Regions from separate parts of the Zea mays genome. Here regions 2 and 3 are each linked to region 1. The links are chromatin contacts, called in public Hi-C maps. All regions are on one chromosome and are shown on one strand. Each heading gives the region's core, a stretch centred on a gene start, on an enhancer-like site or on the middle of the called end of the contact. The rest is flanking DNA. Distances are from core to core; before and after follow the strand shown.

The links. Hi-C and Micro-C count contacts between places; a contact is called where the count stands out from the background.
Region 2: a Hi-C map of leaf shows a contact between it and region 1, with 5 times the contacts expected there. The contact joins the promoter of LOC100217096 here to the promoter of LOC100383327 in region 1. A contact is called at or near these places in 9 of 25 Hi-C or Micro-C datasets (bundle sheath, ear, endosperm and 3 more).
Region 3: a Hi-C map of leaf shows a contact between it and region 1, with 2.4 times the contacts expected there. The contact joins the promoter of LOC100274556 here to the promoter of LOC100383327 in region 1. A contact is called at or near these places in 8 of 25 Hi-C or Micro-C datasets (bundle sheath, ear, endosperm and 3 more).

Annotation. Positions count from the first base shown.
Region 1 is chr7:110,802,909-110,805,930 of Zm-B73-REFERENCE-NAM-5.0, reverse strand. It overlaps LOC100383327, which reads left to right and starts at 1,489. Exons shown (of 10, transcript NM_001175985.1): 1 at 1,489-2,040; 2 at 2,841-3,022. The coding sequence starts at 1,589.
Region 2 is chr7:110,562,725-110,565,746 of Zm-B73-REFERENCE-NAM-5.0, reverse strand. LOC100217096 reads right to left here and starts at 1,536. Exons shown (of 6, transcript NR_158698.1): 1 at 1,358-1,536; 2 at 915-1,257; 3 at 726-794; 4 at 337-481.
Region 3 is chr7:111,003,166-111,006,187 of Zm-B73-REFERENCE-NAM-5.0, reverse strand. It overlaps LOC100274556, which reads right to left and starts at 1,408. Exons shown (of 7, transcript NM_001148911.1): 1 at 926-1,408. The coding sequence starts at 1,279.

The DNA.
Region 1 (3,022 bases), core at 240-2,739:
TCGCTGAGGCGGTTCTTCTCCGGGTGCAGTCGGTTCATCGTCGGAGACGGCGAGCGATTCTGCCCTCCCAATGAAGAGGATGTCGGGGTAGAACGGCATTGTTGCCGCGGCGGATTTCTTTCCGTTCTCCTTTGAGGTCGGAGGAACGGGAAGAATGACTGGCCTCCCTCTGATCTCCTTCTTCCTTATGACTTGTGTCCATTCTTTCGTTGGGGAAGTAGACAGCGGAGTCTTCCGGGTCAGCGAGCTTCTAGCTCCAGCCTCCCCGAAGGCGATCTTGTTCCGAAGAGCCGGAGGTAGTGCTTTTCCAGCATCCTCGGAGTTTGTTGGAGGAGACTTCTGTTCCGGTAGATCCGCGAGGCGGTGTAGAATTCCTTCTTCGTCCGCCACGGATGAGATTGTTCCGAAGCAGAATGTGGATCCGGGGCGCATGGTAATCTTGCTATGGAAGGTGACGGCCATTGAGCTAGCTTGGATCGTCGACACACCCCCTACCTGGCGCGCCAGCTGTCGGTGTTTTGGGTCCGACCGCGCACCCGGGGTTGCCCCTCAAGGTGCTTTTAGGAGTAGGACGGTGTCGACGACTGTAGCAAAATGGTTCGTGCCGATCGCACGAGGGACAATGGACAAGGTTTGCAGGTTCGGGCCGCTTAGAAGTGCGTAACACCCTACGTCCTGGTGAGTATATGAGCGTGGTTACAAGAGGATTCTCTGGATAGAAGGCACAGAGAATGTTTGTGGGTGGCTAAGTAGTCTCGGGTCGATCTGATGGGGTGCCCCCTAGGCCTTATATACTCGGCCGTGGAGCATTACATGTGATACGATAACAACAAGTAGCTGAAAGATAGTAAACCTCTTGAGTTTATCCTTACGTAACCTCCGCCGACTTATCCTCGCATGGCTCCGTTGCATGGGGGCTTCAGCGCGGGAAAGTCGGGTCTCTGTTTGTGATTCATTCGTTTGACGTTGTGGGCCGCCTGTGTTTGCACTAATCAGTCCCACGTCTTCTTTATTGGTTGTCTTTCCCTAGGCCCACGAAAGAATGACCTTACGAATCATTTGGGCCCTTGGGCTTTTCGTGAGGCCTTTTACTTCTTTAGTGGACCCAGGGGATATCTATCCCCCACAACATTATCAACATTTTATCCTCTATTTTTTCATCTCCCGCAGCGGTTCCCTCTATATTCTCCCCTATAAATATCATTATCAAACTCTATTTATCTTTTTATTACTATTTTTTTAACTACTAAATAGGAGAGCACTGTCTAATGGTGAGGTTTCTTCCATGCTCCAGTGCCCAGGCAGACGGCAGTGAGACCGATAGAGGGCTCACCGGTAAGTCGCCGGTCGGCCGTCCTCGAGAGTCGAGACATCGACTACCAAACAGCCGGCCTGCTCCAGCGCCGTCCCGTTGCCTCGTCCTGTCCAAGCGGACAGATCCAAAGCAAAACCGGGAAAAAGTTCAAAAAAACCAATCTCACTCTCTCCCTCCACCGCCACTGCCCCACCCACCCCTACCCCAATCCCCTCTTCCCCATTCACCAGATCGAGCGCCGCGTGCCTAGGGTTTGCGCCCCCGCCGGTAGCGATGCCCCCGTCCTCCGTGTCGGGGGGCAGCGGCCCCGGAGGCGTCTCCCCGGACGCCATCATCGAGTGGCTGCAGGACGAGATGGGGTACCCCACGGCCCCGCCCGCACCGGAGCAGCTCCGCAAGATCTGCCGGGGCAACATGATCCCCGTCTGGTCCTTCCTGCTCCGACGCGTCCGCTCCGAGCGCACCGTTGCCACTGCGCGCCGCAACATCCTCGTCCACGGCGTCGCGGCCCGGCGGGCGCGGGAGGGCGGGGTGATAGGGGCGGGCGTGGGTGACGCCGCGGCCAGGGAGGCCGAGGCGAGGGAGCGGGACCTCGCCGCCGAGGAGGCCGAGCGGCTGCGCGGAATCGTGAGGAGGCAGCGCAAGGAGCTCCGCGCGCGCATCGCGGAGGTCGCCAGGGAGGAGGCGGAGCGCAAGCGCGTCCTTGGCGAGCGCTCCAATGCCAGGTACCTAAAATTACAGCGGAATTGTGGGGTACGTCTAGGCGATTAAACTGTTGCTACATTCATGTATACATTTTTGCGGCTTGCAAAATCTTGTCAGCAATCACACATAAGATGTAGGTCTTCCTGACTGTAACTATTCCACTAATAGAAATGGTGGTGCTTAGTGTAATGATTCGATTGCTCGGAAGCTGACATCAGTGTTAATCTTAGTTTGATAGGAATATACTTTGCAGTGAACAAAGAGGTTTTCTGAAATATGAAATCCAGAAGACTGGCACATAGTAAAATACCATCTGTAGTATCTTCAGTTTTACCAGCCTAGATGTCCCTCTATCACCAAAAAACACTATCATTATATTCCTACCAATTATCTACATCTGGAATCGGTGTTTGTGCATAAACCAACATCTGATGACAATCCCTTCGAGGGCTTAAAAGTGCCAATAAATTCATATTTCTTTATGTTTGTTGCATTAATAAGCCAAGAAATTCGTGGTAGTAAGCCTGCTGACATATAAAAAGTCATATCCAACTCCTAGCATGTGAAAAGGCTGTTGAACTCACAATTCTGGGTTCTGGCACACAGAGGCGGTGTACTTCAATGTTTGTGGTACAGTTGTTTTATGGTCAACATTAACATGATGTGTTTGAAAACAATAACTGATACCGCTTTTATGTTTCTCCCTTCATGCTTTGCAATTTCATTTTTATTTATTTATATAAATTGTGGCAAGTGGTGATGGTGTGCTTGTAGCATATCTAGAATAATTGACAAGGAATTTCTAAAAAATAAAAAATAGGCACAAGCAAGTTATGCTCGAAGCATATGAACAGCAATGCGACGAAGCATGCAAAATATTTGCTGAATACCAGCGTCGGCTACATCAGTTTGTCAACCAAGCAAGGGACGTGCAAAGATCAAGTATAGGTGTGGCTGGAACTACAGGTTCTGTTGAAGATATGCAATTGCAGAGCAATAGAG
Region 2 (3,022 bases), core at 287-2,786, 240 kb after region 1:
TTAAAAGCTTCTTAGAAAAAATAAATAAAATGTCAGGTCATGCAAATCCTAAAAACACTGCATGGCACCTACTGTTCTAAATTCTAATCCAATTCTATATTAGTTTGATAGTACTCCAGAGAGAATCACATGTGCCACAATCAGGTCCATATAACTAAGCTAGCTGCTTGTCAAGCAAGAAAAACCAATGTGCAACAGGTATAATTAAACAGAACAAAACAGATAAATGCTACGAGATTTTGCAGAAAACCAGTCCTTGATGATGTGTTTAAACAGTTCTTGAAACTAAATATATCTACAAAGACTGTGTAAGCAATACTAGTCAGTAGTGAATACCATATATATCTTACATAAGGACCAAGCAAACACAGGAGCATAAGGCTCTAAGGAACCCCATGTTCATCATTCATTGTTTGGTCCTAATCCTGACCAAAGTAGATATTCCAGATGAATTATACTTCGCCTCGCAGTCAAAAGGAAACTAAATAAACACAAGATAAATTAATTAGTTCATTCTGCATAACAAAGTAGACATAGGGCAAGAGAGCAGAAAAAAATAACATCTTGATGAAAGGCAGTTCATATAACCACCACATCAGCACCATTTCAAGAGATTTATTGTTGAGGGCAAAATGTGGAGCCATTTCACAGTGATTTTACTAGATAAACCCCTCTCAAAACATGCACTAATGGGAGAAAAGTGTGGAGTTTTCACAGGATTTTACCAGTCCTTGCATCCTTCACACTGCACCATGAGGTCATCCGGGTTGTACGGCATCTCACACTTGCAATATCTTCACATACAAACAATGTCACATAAGATCAAAAATCCCACATTACATCAGAAGCAAAAATAATACAAACTGATTAACCACCACATGACAAAAGGTTACAGAAAAGGAAGAGCTTTGTACACGGCGACACGGTCGGGGGTGAATGCACCGGTGGCGGCCTTGTAGTCAAATCGGCAGTAGAAGTCCTCCGGACCAACGTTGTCGAGCTTGGTGTAGCTCTTGAAGGAGTGAACGATGCACTTGCCCTCAATGGTGTGGGCGCTCTGCGTGTCGAAGTGGTCGGAGAGGAAGAGCTCCTTGGCACCGTGGAACGGGCGTCGGCCGCCCTTGGCCTCCTCGGGGCGGTAGTACCAGCGCACCCGCACCCTCACGCTGCCGCGCCCGTCCGACTCCATCCGCTCCACCCGCGCCACGTACGGCGGGTTGTCCGTGTCCGCTGGCCGCATCAGCACGCAGTCCCCCACTTCACGGTTCACGCAGAGCAACAAGAGACGTCAGAGCTCAAATCTTTAGACTAGAGCACGCGACGGGCTCGATCAAGAGCACGGACTGGCAGGGCTTACCTCGGACCACCTTGTTGGTGCCCTTGATGGTATAGGCGTCGACATCCCGCTTCCCTTGCTTCGTCTTGGCCATGACAGAGGGGCTGGATTGCGAGAAAACCCTAGCAGCGAGGGTGCAGGAAGCGGGGGGGCTGGGGACTGCCGCGGCTGTCCGTTCCAACGGAGCAGGAAGCTGAGGGAGCGGGCTAGGGGTAATTTGGTAGTTTCAGCAGCGGTTAGAGTGACGGGGCGTTTGAATCCAAGTGGCGAACGGCTGCTCTCTGCCGTCCGATGGAGAGCTGCTGCTGTGGTCAGCTGGTTTGGACGGCGGGTTTGATGGGTTTGGCTTTGCCGTTGACGACACGGAGGGCTAGAATGTTGGGTGCCTGTATGGGTTGTGAGAGTGAACCCATGAACACCTTTTTTTTCTGCGCCTAAATGTCGGTGCTTTTTTTAGCAAACTGAACGTCCTCGCTAATAATGGTTGTTTAGGACTCCACCAATTCCAGCTCTACTCCACTAACTACACTATAGAGCAATTCTACTCCATAGTTTTACGATATTTTGATGTATTTGGTTTGTAATGTAGCTCTACGTCTAGAAATTTGAGATTGCATTCGAAATTATATTTGTTACCCTAACCCATCACGGAATTGATCATGTAACGAGCCTCGTGAAGGCGCTCTACACGACGGCATTGAGCATGTCCCCGACGCGGGTCGCTAGATTGTGGCAGCGGTGTAGCCATAGCCGACGTGGAGAGCGGGAGGCCATTGGCAGCCAACGTGCGGTGGGACCGGAGCTAGAAGAGCGTGCGTTGGGAGTGGAGCTAGAAGAGCGAGCGTGGGTGTGGTCGTTAGGAAGAAGACAACTGACCGGTTGTGGCGGTAATGGTAATAGTTGGGGGCGGAGCTGGTGGTGGCATGCTACCCGTGCATGTTCAGCTTTGGGGACTCGCTGGCTGACACCGGAAACAACTCTAGCGAGCCCACACTCTTGTAACCATATGGCGATACCTTTCGTCGTGCCACAGGGCGCTTCTCCAACTACCGCATCATCCTCTACTTCATCAGTAAACTACATACACCTGTCACTCGATCGTGGCACAATCGTGCATGTGGACACTCGCGGCGCTAGAGCTAGGGCAGGAGGGAAGAGGGGAGCGGCACCATTGGTATATCATGGCGAGGAGATCAGCGCGACTAGAGGAAGAACAAAGGGGGAAAAATGAATTTTTTTCTCTATAACAAGTGGCATTGGTGGGTAATTAACCTCGAACTCCACATCTACATCTAGAAATAAGTTTTATAGAGTACTCTTTTTGTTGCTCCACTAAAATGGTGGTGTTTACCCCCCCAACTCCACATTTTTCAAGGAGTAGATGTAACACCCTAAACTTGGGGTATAAAATTTCTTCTCTAAATACCTAGCAAATTCATGTGTTACTCCTTTTCTCACCTCTATAGCTTTCCTTTTCTATTCTCTTTAATAGGATTTTTGGGTTAATTATGGGGGAGATGTATTATTTTCTTTGGAATATTAAAACCTAGGGTAGATATGAATGTGTGCATCATGCTAAGCCTAGATTATTATTTTGTTTGATGCACATGTTTGAATTATTTGAATTTGTATTTATGGTTTGTTTGAATTTGAATCCAAAAAGGGAAAACAAAAGGAAAAGGAATT
Region 3 (3,022 bases), core at 159-2,658, 200 kb before region 1:
GTCCGGTGGGAGCAGGATGGCTCCCTACGCGAAGTCCGGCTGGAGCAGGAGGATGCAGATCCGCGACGGCGGCGCGGGCAGAGATCCGCAGCGCTGATCTCGGCGGAGACGAAGATCCCGGCGGACGGCGGTGCGGCGCAGAGAGCACAGAAGGACCGCGACGGCGGGGGGAGAGAGAAGGTCGCGGCGGCGGACAGCGACATTGGCAGGTGGGGGAAGGCCGCGACGGCGGCTCCGCGACGGCAGGGGGAGGATGGGGGAGGGAGAAGGCCGCGACGGCGGCTAGAAAAATTAGGGAAACCCTAATCGTAACCTGCTCTGTTATCATGTTACTAACCTTGAGATTTACAATTGATAATCTGTCACTAAGGACTATAGGTCATATATATAGGCAGTAGGCCTGGGCCTAATGGGCCTTAACAAACATGACCAGATAAAGCAAGAATTTGCCACAGAAAGCAGAAATACTCTCCAGCCCAACCAAAAAGAGACTAATGCTTACATGGTAAAGAACTAGGCAGCTTTACTTCCCCAGTACCTCTCAAGCACATCCACAGAACAAAAACTAAAACGAGTCTTTAGTTATAATTTATAAAACATTCCCCCCATACCTTGCCAATTGAGTGTTTCCCAATACTCCCGATTTTGACATATAAACATGTTTACAAAGGAACTAGAGCTATTTATCAGTCCCAACTAAATTTTTCTCGACACAATCAACACGCAAGAAGTGATTGCCCGTATCACCAGTGCACCACCACAAGTCAACAGTTGTCAAGACTGCCTACGCTTATATTTCACCGGATTGCAAACAGCAGACCAAGCAATTCCGCCCAATTCAACAAATCATGGAAGCTTAGCTAACGTGACCCTATTTTCAGAACGAGAAAACAAGGCACAAGGGTCAAGAGGCAGGGAAGGGAACCTTGAGGCGCAGTACGGCACCGCCGACGTCGGTCCCGTTGCGGTCCCCGGGCGTGAGCTCGATAGCGGCCTCGTTCTCCGAGAAGCACGCGCCTTTCCAGGCCGCCGGCGCCGGCGCCCCGGGCGCCACGGCGGCGACGAAGGACGGCAGTAGGTCGACGGCGCTGTGGAGCGTGTTCATGACGGGCCACGCCACCTGCCGCGGCAGGACGGGGAGCACGTCCCCCGGACTGAAGGGCAGCTTCAGCCCCAGTTCCACCGCCCCGGCGTCCCGCGGCAGCACGGAGGACATCAGGAGGAGGGCGAAGATGAGGCGCGCAGCAGGGAGCCGCTTCCGCGGCGAGGACGCCGCCATCGCCCTCGCCGCTTGGTGGTTGGTTGCCACCCGCCCGTTCGAGTTGATTTTTTTCCCCGCCTTCTAATAACTCGGCGAGACGGCGAAGAGACTTGCGAGTGGTGGTGGTGTCTGGTGTGTGCGGCCGTGCGGGGGAGGGGAAGGTGCCGTGCGCGGACGGAGTCGCTGCTTGCTTGCGTGGCTTATGGGTTTGGGACCTTGGGGGGATCTGGTTGGGTTCGAGTCCGGGTCCCACTCGGGCGAGGCCCACGAACCATTGAGCATCGGATCATCATCGGTGTTGTCCTGCTGCTGGGATGAAAACGAACCGTTGGGGAAACAATTCTCTAGTTTCTGTTACCATATTTTTTTTCCGAAAATAAGACCATGTTTGGATCGGTGTTGCAAATAGTTTACCGGCTAAATTTAGTATATTGGTCTCCAAACAGACTAGCTAATAAATTGGTTAATTGTTAGCCAGAGTGCGACTAACTGTTTGTCCATTACCCATTTGACTTTATTGATACATGCTAATAGATCGTGTAGAGAGAAAACGACTTCTATTAGCCAAGACTCCAAACATATCATGTCTAATTGTTACTAGCTAATGATTTGTCGGCTAATTGTTAGCCACTAGCAAACAATTAGCCACAAGGATCCAAACAGAGTCTAAGAACAGGATCAGTATAACCAAAAACAAAAACAGTTGCGAGATATAAGTTTACACGAAAACGTATTAAAACAGATATATATGCAATAAAAACGAGCGGTAAACGAAAACTTTAGCCGAAATATGCAATATTGTACTATCACTCAGGTAGTGTTTGGTTCGGTGTCAACGAGGGGTGGGACGGGATCAACCATGGGTTGACCCCGTCCCTTATTTTTTGAGGGATAGCCTCATCCACCATTTTTGAACAATATTCCTTGACCCTGACTCTGGACCTCCAAACCAAACGCATGTCAAATTAAAATGATCTCATCCCATCCCTCTTCATCCTTCCTCGTCCCTCCATCCAAACACACTGTCAGTAAACACAATATTAGGAGTTTCGGACACCATAAATCATAACTTCACACGTTTAAAAGGTAGCTAAGTTTTTTTTGTTACAGCTCAACAACTTGTGCAAAGGCAACACTTTTTCTGTCAACGTTCATCAATCATCGACCGAAACTTGCGGATACACAAGACAAGTGGGAGTAGCCTATACGGTTGTACGTAACAGGCTAATATGGTAACATCAAAGATTATGCAAGTAAGCCCGAATCCATCAGGCAAACACAAATTAAGTAATGCGACTAAAACAGGAATGTTCCTGTAAAAACGAGATTTCAAAAATACAAACGGAAAAACACTGAACCGTTTTCGTTCCCATTCTCGCAATATATCATCTTATTTCCATTCGGTTCTTGTTTTTCCTGCAAATATGAAATCAGTCTAGATCAAAACGGAATACATTAGCGGACGAAATAGGATTCTTTCTGTTCGTGTTCACCCCTACCAGCTGATAGCACATGCCATGAAACCTACTTCGGACATAGGGCATTTGAAGCGGCTCAGCCAATGATTAGTTCGACTCGATCAATACATACCATGTTAGACTATTGAAAGTCGCCTAGAGGGGGGTGAATAGGCGAAACCTGAAATTTATAACTTTAAACACACACTACAAGCCGGGGTTAGCGTTAGAATTAAATTCAAGTCCGAAAGAGAGGGGAAAACAAATCAAACAAGAAATAAGGCGAGTGAACATGGTGATTTGT